2 separate regions of the Rattus norvegicus genome follow, and region 1 is linked to region 2. Evidence: chromatin contacts called from public Hi-C data. All regions are on one chromosome and are shown on one strand. The core of a region is the stretch at or near the end of the contact, and the rest is flanking DNA. Distances in the headings are between cores, read along the strand shown.

Region 1 (4,175 bases), core at 133-2,632, 110 kb before region 2:
CCCTTAATAATAATTCATATCAATACCATGAGATATGAATACCAGGCATGGTAATATATATATATATATATATATGTATATATATATATATATGTATATATATATCTTTGTGACTCATACACAAAGAGTAAAACACTGCCCTTGGTACTGGTAAGCCCCCTACTAAGAATATGTGGTATGTCCTTTGCTTAAATGAATTCTGAAAAATACAGTAAGAAAACCATACAGAGATCTCTGAGGCAAAGAATCATCTCTGACTTTTGTTGGAAAGTCTTGCAAACAAATTCTTCATGATGTTGGTAACCCTGATTATTCCAAATCAAACAATTTCTTCTGCCATTATTTGTATAATTACCAACACCATATATATATATATATATATATATATATATATATGTATATATATATAGTATACCAACACCTTATATAAGTCCAATCATTCGTTTACAACGAATATATGTGTAATGAGAGTTTTAAATGCAAAATGATAAATCTCTCTCAAAAGATTAACTCTCTATGAGGGATGATGAGATGCAAAATATGTTTGAGCCAGGGGAAAGGGAAAGTTTTCTGGAATTTCCAGGTATGTCATGGCTGTTGCACTCTTGAACTCGCAGCAAGTATGATTAACTACAAGTGATCTGCATAGGTTTGAATCCTGTCCAGATCTTGTAACGAAAAGGGGAGGCGTTCATGAAGCCCTCGCGGTTGATAAGAGATATTTTTCCCAGTGGTGTGTAGCCACTTACAAGCTATGAACTGTTAGTTATCAGTTCGACTTCAGACCCAGTCATGAAACTCCATTTCGCCTATTTTCAGTCAAATTCACTCTTCGTCACCACGCCCATGACCTGTTTTCTGCTAGTTGTACGCTCTCTAAGGATACTGGAAATGTACATAACTTACTATCTAGAGAAGAGGAAGACTCCTTATAATAAAAACAAGGACACAGGATGCTGCTGTGTTGCAAATGCATGCAGAGGGAGGCGAGTGTGCCTGGCTCCATTACTACTATCTCTCCCTACTGAGCAGCAAAGGCACCTCTGGAGGACCTCTGGGTCCCTGAAAGAAGTCAATTACACGGTAGGTTTAGCAGGTCGGTGCAGAGACAGAAGCCTGCGAGCCTGGATTGGAGGTCGGGCTCCCACCCACCCCGGCCTGTCGCCGCCCACCTCACAGTATAAGAGTTCAGTTTCGGGTTCCTGACCCGCCGCGACGCGGCAGAACACGCAGTTACTGTCATAGTCCCTGGACTCCGAGGTCCCAGGCGAGGACACCTCAGGTCCTGCTTTGGCAGTGACCGTACAGTCGGGATTCGGCTCTCCAGCTAAGCCCGCTTGCTTTTCAGCCATGGCGGCCGAGAGGCGACCTGAGGATCAGCTGAGCTGCTCAAGGCCTGGCGCGTGCGCACCCGTGGCACCCGGAGCCGCCGCCTTGCTCCGCCCTCCTAGCAATGCGAAGTCTGCGCACGCGCAGGGACAGACACTGGGAAGGGGAGACTGTCAGTGGGCGAGGAGGGCGCGGTAAGGCTTGCCCTGACCCCGCCCGTCGCTCCGTGATGACGCAAACAGCTCAGTTTCAAGAACCTAACCAGGGGCTTGGGAGTTGCCAATAACCTTAGTCTAAAGTGCAAAGGATGTTGTTTCCACTTCTCTATATAGTGTATCACGCTCTAGTTATAAAAGAAAAAAAAAGTATAGAAGTTCGATTTTTTAAGGGTATAAGAGGATGAGTAAAATGTATAGAGAGCCTTGTTTGGCAAAGTGAATTTTCCTTGTTTTCTGTGTACTTGTTCAGTCACAATAATTTTAGGATCTGAAAACAAAAAACAAAAAACAAACAAACAAAAAAAAAACCCAGCCAAACTGTACTTGACATGTTTGCTTTTGTTTATAGTGCAATGCAAATCAGAATAAGGATCTCTCCTATGTCACATGTCATATACCGAGAAAAGGCAATAGTTGAGAAATTACCTCCCAGCTCTTCCCTGTGTCTCACCGGGTTCATTGTAACAATTTTCTCTTGTATTTCCTGCTATTCAGGAAAGAGAGAGAAACCCTTTGGGAACAATCATGCCAGAAAAATATCAGTTCTTAAGTATGATTGTGAGCTCACCTTTTGACAATACACGGCCTTTGCTGAGCACCAGTACTGAGCATTCCCTATGCTTCTCTAACTGTGAAACTTCCCAAGTTTAATTATTTTATTACAGCTCTACAGAAAGAAACAGATTCAGACTTCTATCTTACCCCTTACCCAAACAATAGCAAAGTTTAAATAAGTGTCTATTTATGTTCTATGTTTATCCGTAGAACAAATATTTTTAAATGCACTGTTTTGTTTTGAGATAAATTCTTGCTGATTCCCACCTCACCTGGAAATCTTCCTGTGTCAAACCTCCTGGTACTGTGCTGACCCTGCCTCTTTCCTGATGCTGAAGTTTACTTGAAATGATTGACAACAATAGTTATGACATTGGCGCTTGTCGATTTCATAATTGCAATTACTTAGTATGACTTTAAATTTGGTAATGCTTTTAAATGAATTGTGTTGTAATCCAAAACAGCAACATGTTAGGTAAAAGTACACGCAAATTGAAGACACATTTAATTTCCTGTGTAGTTAACCGCATATTTGGCAATCACTACAGTAGCTTCTCAGATCCTCAGAAGCAGAAAATGTGTGACCTCACACATTTAAATATCATTTTCTATGTCTGTTCTTACACTTTCATATCACTCTGCCTTTTTTATGGTGTGTGTCTGTGTGTGTGTGTGTGTGTGTGTGTGTGTGTGTGTGTGTAGTATATGTTTGTCTTTCTCCATGTATGTACTTGTGTACTCGGGCTGCCTCTTGGGCCAAGGGGAGGTAGGTGATGTGAAGATCCTTCTGTAACTGTAGGTGCCTTTCAGAACTGCTTGCTTGACATTGAAAGCCTTTGAATTGTCTTTGGCTTTGGTAAGAGCAGGAGTTTCTTGGTGCTATCACAGTGGAAAGGTCTAAGTAGACATTTCACAGCTGTCTGATGACTAAAAGAATGACTTTCAGATCCCAGGGGAATACACTTTTGAGTTATGAGAGTGGCACAGTCACAAGCAGAAGTGCTTTTCAGTAAAGGCTGTGAGGGTGAAGGTCAGCAGAGGAGGGTGGCTATAACAAAACCCAGAGCCTGACATTGTGAGTTAGGCATTTGGAGCCCTGTCTGAATACTGCCATATGGACGTTGCCTTGGCTTAGGGGTTTGTACATAGTGGTGATAAGGCAAAAGTTTTTCAGTTCTCGCTTCCTTGCCGGTACGTTTCTTCCTCAATAAGGCCAACTCTGACTGTCTAACCCCTTCCTTCCTCTTTCTCTTGCTGGGTTTTTTCTATTACATGTCCCTTTCCACATACTTTAAATTAAATAGCAACATGTTACATATATGTAACCCTATGCATTTAACTTAGGATGTATATTCATTTTCACTCCTTCATCTCCATTGAATGCAGTCTCTGCAGCAATTATCTTTTGTTCCTGTTCATACACATACCAGCAGTAACTCTGCCACTCTAGAGTAGTCAAGGACAGTGGTAAGAATTTTTGATCTAATAACTAGAAATCTGAAGCTGCTATTCCCCAAGATGAGAAATTGTGGAACCAACAGATGCGGGGTGGGCAGAGACCATGAGGCATCCTGTTTGGGGCATGTTACCTTGAGACGCTATATCAACTGAGTGGATGGGCATAGGCTGTTTACTGTAAGAGTTCTAAAACGTGTGGTGTCTTAGACCACAAAGGTTTCCTTTGCATAAATACACTCCTAGTTATGGTCACCACTGCTTCCAGGAGTGAGGCAGGAGCTGATTCGGAGGCCATGAGAGTGCAGCCCACTATAGGGAGGTGGTCCTAGTTTCTCTAAGAAAGCAGGCTGAGCAAGCCAAGCGGAGAAAGCCAGTCAGCAGCACCCCTCAAGGCCTCTGCATCAGCTCCTGCCTCCAGGTTCCTCTTTGGGTTCTTGTCCTGACTTCCTTAGCTGATGAACAGTAATGATGAAACAAACCCAATAAATCCTTTCTTCCCCAAGTTACTGTGCTCATGGTGACTCCTCGAAGCAGTGATGACCATAACCAGGAGTGTATTTATGTAAAGGGGAGAAGGATCACAATGAGCCAGGCGATGGCTACGAAGCAGTGCTA
Region 2 (4,071 bases), core at 1,069-3,568:
TAGGTGGGTAATGGTGGCACATACTTTTAATTGCAGCACTCAGGAGGCTGAGGCAGGTGGATCTCTAAGACTTCAAGAACAGCCTGGTCTACAGAGTGAGTTCTAGGACAGTCAAGGTTACACAAGCTGACACTATCTTGAAGAAAAAATCTTTTAACGTTTCTAAATTGCTCTCCAGGATCCTTGGCATTAACACATGTGTTAATTAACACACTGTGCTATTTTAATAATATACTTTATTCCAAGTTGGCTTATTTTCTTGACATAAAATCTGTCTCTTCTTAATCTTGAACTTGGATGGGCATGTTTCAAGTAAAGAATGGTCCTACGCTGAAATCTCTGGAGTCCTCATATTCCCATTCTACCTGTGTGACTTAGAACAGAAGATGTGCACTATTCCAACATTAAAGACTAACGAATGGAGTGTTCTTTTAATGCAAAAATACTTTGTTGCCAACTTGATAGAGTTTAATGCTGCAATAAATTAATCATCTTTTGGGAGGTTTAGAAATGTTCTGATGAGCTGTATAAAACTTGGCTTGGCATGGTCGCACATGTCTTTGACCTGCCATGGAAGTGGCAGAGAGGCAAAAGAAGAATGATTTCTCTGAGTTCAAGGTCAGCTTTTTCTCCACAGTGAGTTCTAGGCCAGCCAGAGCCACACAGGGAGACTCTGTCTTTAAACAATTTTTCTAAAAACATAGTAATAGCTAATTTTAAAAGCACAGTAAGACCCCAGAATTACCAAACAATTTCTTTTTAAAAAAATATTTATTTTTATGTTATATATGAGTGTTTGGCTGCATGCATGTCTGTGCACCACAAGCATGCAGTACCTGAGGAGGTCAAAAAAGGGTAGTGAATCCTCTGGAATAGAGTTATAGATTGTCATGAAGTTTCATGAAGGTACTGGGAATTGAACTTGGGTCCGCTGTAAGTTTAGCAAATGTTCTTAAGCTCTGAGGCATCCCTCCATCCCCCTACACAACTTCTTAACAGTTTATGCCATACAAATAGAGTAAATGAAAAGTGTCCTATTTATTAGCAAATATACATGCAAACACGAAAAGCTTCAATTCACTTGTTCTGGAAACATTCTGCTTTTTACCGACTGGGTGCTGTGCTAGGTAATGTCTCAGATTATCTGATGCACATGATGTAATGTGATTACTTCCTTTCCTACTTTCTTCTCACAAACAGAATAGAACATTTACAGAATCAGGACCATGTTTTATAATGAGGCAATTCTAGTGACTAAGCCTCTCCATAATAGTCTTCATTAATGTGCTATCACAGGGTAATGAGAGAGTAGTGTATTGCCCGACACTTCAGTGAGTCACAGATAGATCTATTTGAAAAAATCAAGAACATTTTGTCAAAATATCCTTTTTAGTTCAGGTAAATTACTTGGCATATGCAGAATGGGCAACCAGTGAAAGTCACTGCTTTCAACAAACTATATTTGCATAAATAATATCCTTTTGGCAAGGCCTTTGCTTTTGCTTTGTCATCCTATTAAGTTCTGTTTTTTTCCTGTATGCTAATATTTGAAAGAGTCCTGTAATGCATAAAATTCAACAAATGAAGGAAACAATCCTGCAAGGCATCATGGCCCAAGGAGGCAGAGGGAGGTAGATCTGTGAGTCTGAGGGGGGCTGGGGATTTAGCTCAGTGGTAGAGCGCTTACCTAGGAAGGTCCCCAGCTCCGAAAAAAAGAACCAAAAAAAAGAAAGGAAGAAAAGAATGAAAGGAAGAAAGAAAGACAGACAGACAGCTTTGTACTTTCTGTACCCAGATAGGACAGCTCTCACCTATGCCTTTTCCATTATGCACTCCTGAGTTCATGTTGTCATTTAGCACCACTAGCTCATTTTTGCCTCTGTTCCTGGGATCACTACTTTTACACATAGATTTCACCTCACATCTGTAGAGACCAATAAGCAGGCACCTCTAAGCCCCTTGAGAGAAATGAAATCACATCTCTAAACACAAAGCCCATCGCCTTCCTTCCTCATTCTTAAGGTTTCAAATTTGTCATATACTGACTGCTCCTTTTCTTCTCCATACACTATACTAATTAGCCTACTGTGAGCAGAATCTCTCTTCAGAACTTCATTTCCCTAAGGGCTTGTCTCTGATCGGCACAGCCTGCCTTCATCAATTCAGATTCAGATCCTGGAAATAATGGCGCTTCCCCCAACCCTCTTTGAGTTTTACCAGGCAAATCTAAATCCTTAGCAGACAAGATCCTCCCTCTGTCAAGTCTCCTTACTGTCCTGCCACAGAGATGCAACACAGAAAGAGGCACAGGAATGACTCTTGGCTCAAGGTCTGATGCTCCCCCTAGTGGTCTAGACAGACATCCTGGTATGGGACTCTGAAAGGCAACAGTGAGGCATTTGTCAATTATGGCTAAATGTGGTTGGAGCAAATGAAGCCTGAAATTTAGTGCCCCACCCAGAGGTTTGATCCCAGCAGTAGATTCTCCTGATGAAATTCCCCCAAGTCTCCAAGCCAGCAGCGGTCATCACTGTCATTCTTGAGGGATGACACAATGGCATCTCTACTTACTATTAACAAGGAAAACCACATAGCAATTTCAACTAAATGACTACACTGCTAAAGCATCCTGTGGAACTGTCCGGAAATGAAGCCAAAGAATGCACGAGTATTCATTCATCTATATGCTCAGTCTTCTACAGAAGGCACATTTAAAATTCATCTGTCGAGACAGGGAGGTAACTGAGTAAAGTGCTTGCCTTGTATGTGTGAAGACCTGCGCTCCAATCTCCAGTACCAATATCCAGAAAAGGTCTGGCCCGGAGATGGTGGGTCACACCTTTATTCCCAGCACTCAGGAGGCAAAGGCCAATGGATCTGTGAGTTTGAGGCCAGTCTGATCTACATAGTGAGATTCTCGAAATCTCCCCACCCCTCCACACATTCACACACAAGTCTGGTACGGTGGCCCATTTCTGTAATCTCAGCACCAGGAGGCAGAGATAGGTAGAACTTTGAGGCTGCAAGGCTAGTCTATCAGTTGAGTTATGGGCCAATGAGAGAGCATGCTCAAAATACAAGGTGGGTGGTGATGAACAGTACCCAAGATTGGCCTCCACTCACACAAATGGACACAAGTATGTCTATCAAATACACAGACACGCACAAAGAGCGCCTGTCAAGGTGGAGACACTAGGGTCTCATTATCCCAGCCTGCAGCCAGAGAATGGATACATCTATGAAAATGCTGGAGATCTGGCTTGGCCTGGACAGAGACAGGAAGGAAGTCTCAGAAGAGAAAGTAACTTGCCCTCTGCAGTGTTAGCAGCCCCATGGTCATGGCTGAGGGCAGATTCTTCATCCATCTGTCAGAGCAATGCACGAGGCAGCTCTTACTGCCACCTCAGTGCAGTGCAGCATGACCTTGACAAGCACTGTCCCACCACTTTAGCTGCAGGATGCTCTCTGAACACTGCTTCATCGTCTTCTCTTTGCCTAGCCATACCAAGCCACATTTCTTACTCTTTTTTTTCCCCAATTGATAAGATATAGTTGCCCACCTAAACATACAAAGCCCGGTACCATCCATCCCTTAAGAACATTCATAACAATCTGTAAATACACAGAGTGGAATCTTAACGTCTGCCTCCATTGTTGTCCTGCCATGGCTTCTCACATTTCTGACTCTTAATACCCTCTCTCTTTGCCCCCTCTTTGAACTATACTCAGATCTGCATATGACAGAATGGTCAGCATGAAACGGGAACAGCTAGACGAGCCATCATTCCCTGTGCATTTGCAGCAATAGCTAGTCTAAGAAATTCTGAAACACTGTGAACGTACTTTACAGGCGAGGTTTTGTGTTCAGTGGTTGTTTCCAGCTGACACATGCTAGGCCTTGTCTCCTCCAAACACTGCGATCACTGCTATCGGTACCTTTATGGACCTATGTATAAAACCGCTAAGGAAGAGAAATAAACCTGGCTTGGCAGGCAAAGTGCCTGCTGAACAATTGGGGGCCTGAGTTTTGATTCCCCAAACCCATGTAAAAAGCTGAACATAGTGATGGTC

Evidence for each region. A called contact is a pair of places that touch in the nucleus more often than the background predicts.
Region 1: a Hi-C map of Schwann cells shows a contact between it and region 2, with 6 times the contacts expected there. The contact joins the promoter of Hint3 here to the enhancer-like site in region 2. A contact is called at or near these places in 10 of 12 Hi-C or Micro-C datasets (the A7r5 cell line, the Rat2 cell line, Schwann cells and 5 more).

The regions. Positions count from the first base shown.
Region 1 is chr1:28,852,067-28,856,241 of GRCr8, reverse strand. Hint3 (histidine triad nucleotide binding protein 3) reads right to left here and starts at 1,382. Exons shown (of 5, transcript NM_001100825.1): 1 at 1,173-1,382. The coding sequence starts at 1,352.
Region 2 is chr1:28,747,413-28,751,483 of GRCr8, reverse strand. The region is part of intron 3 of Ncoa7 (nuclear receptor coactivator 7); the gene reads right to left. Among named protein-coding and RNA genes, the nearest start is that of Ncoa7, 75 kb to the right of the region's middle. Within about 2 kb of position 2,318, at least 9 of the 93 cell types and tissues checked have an H3K27ac peak or open chromatin away from gene starts, as enhancers often do. A contact at or near this core is called in Schwann cells, where this site is marked.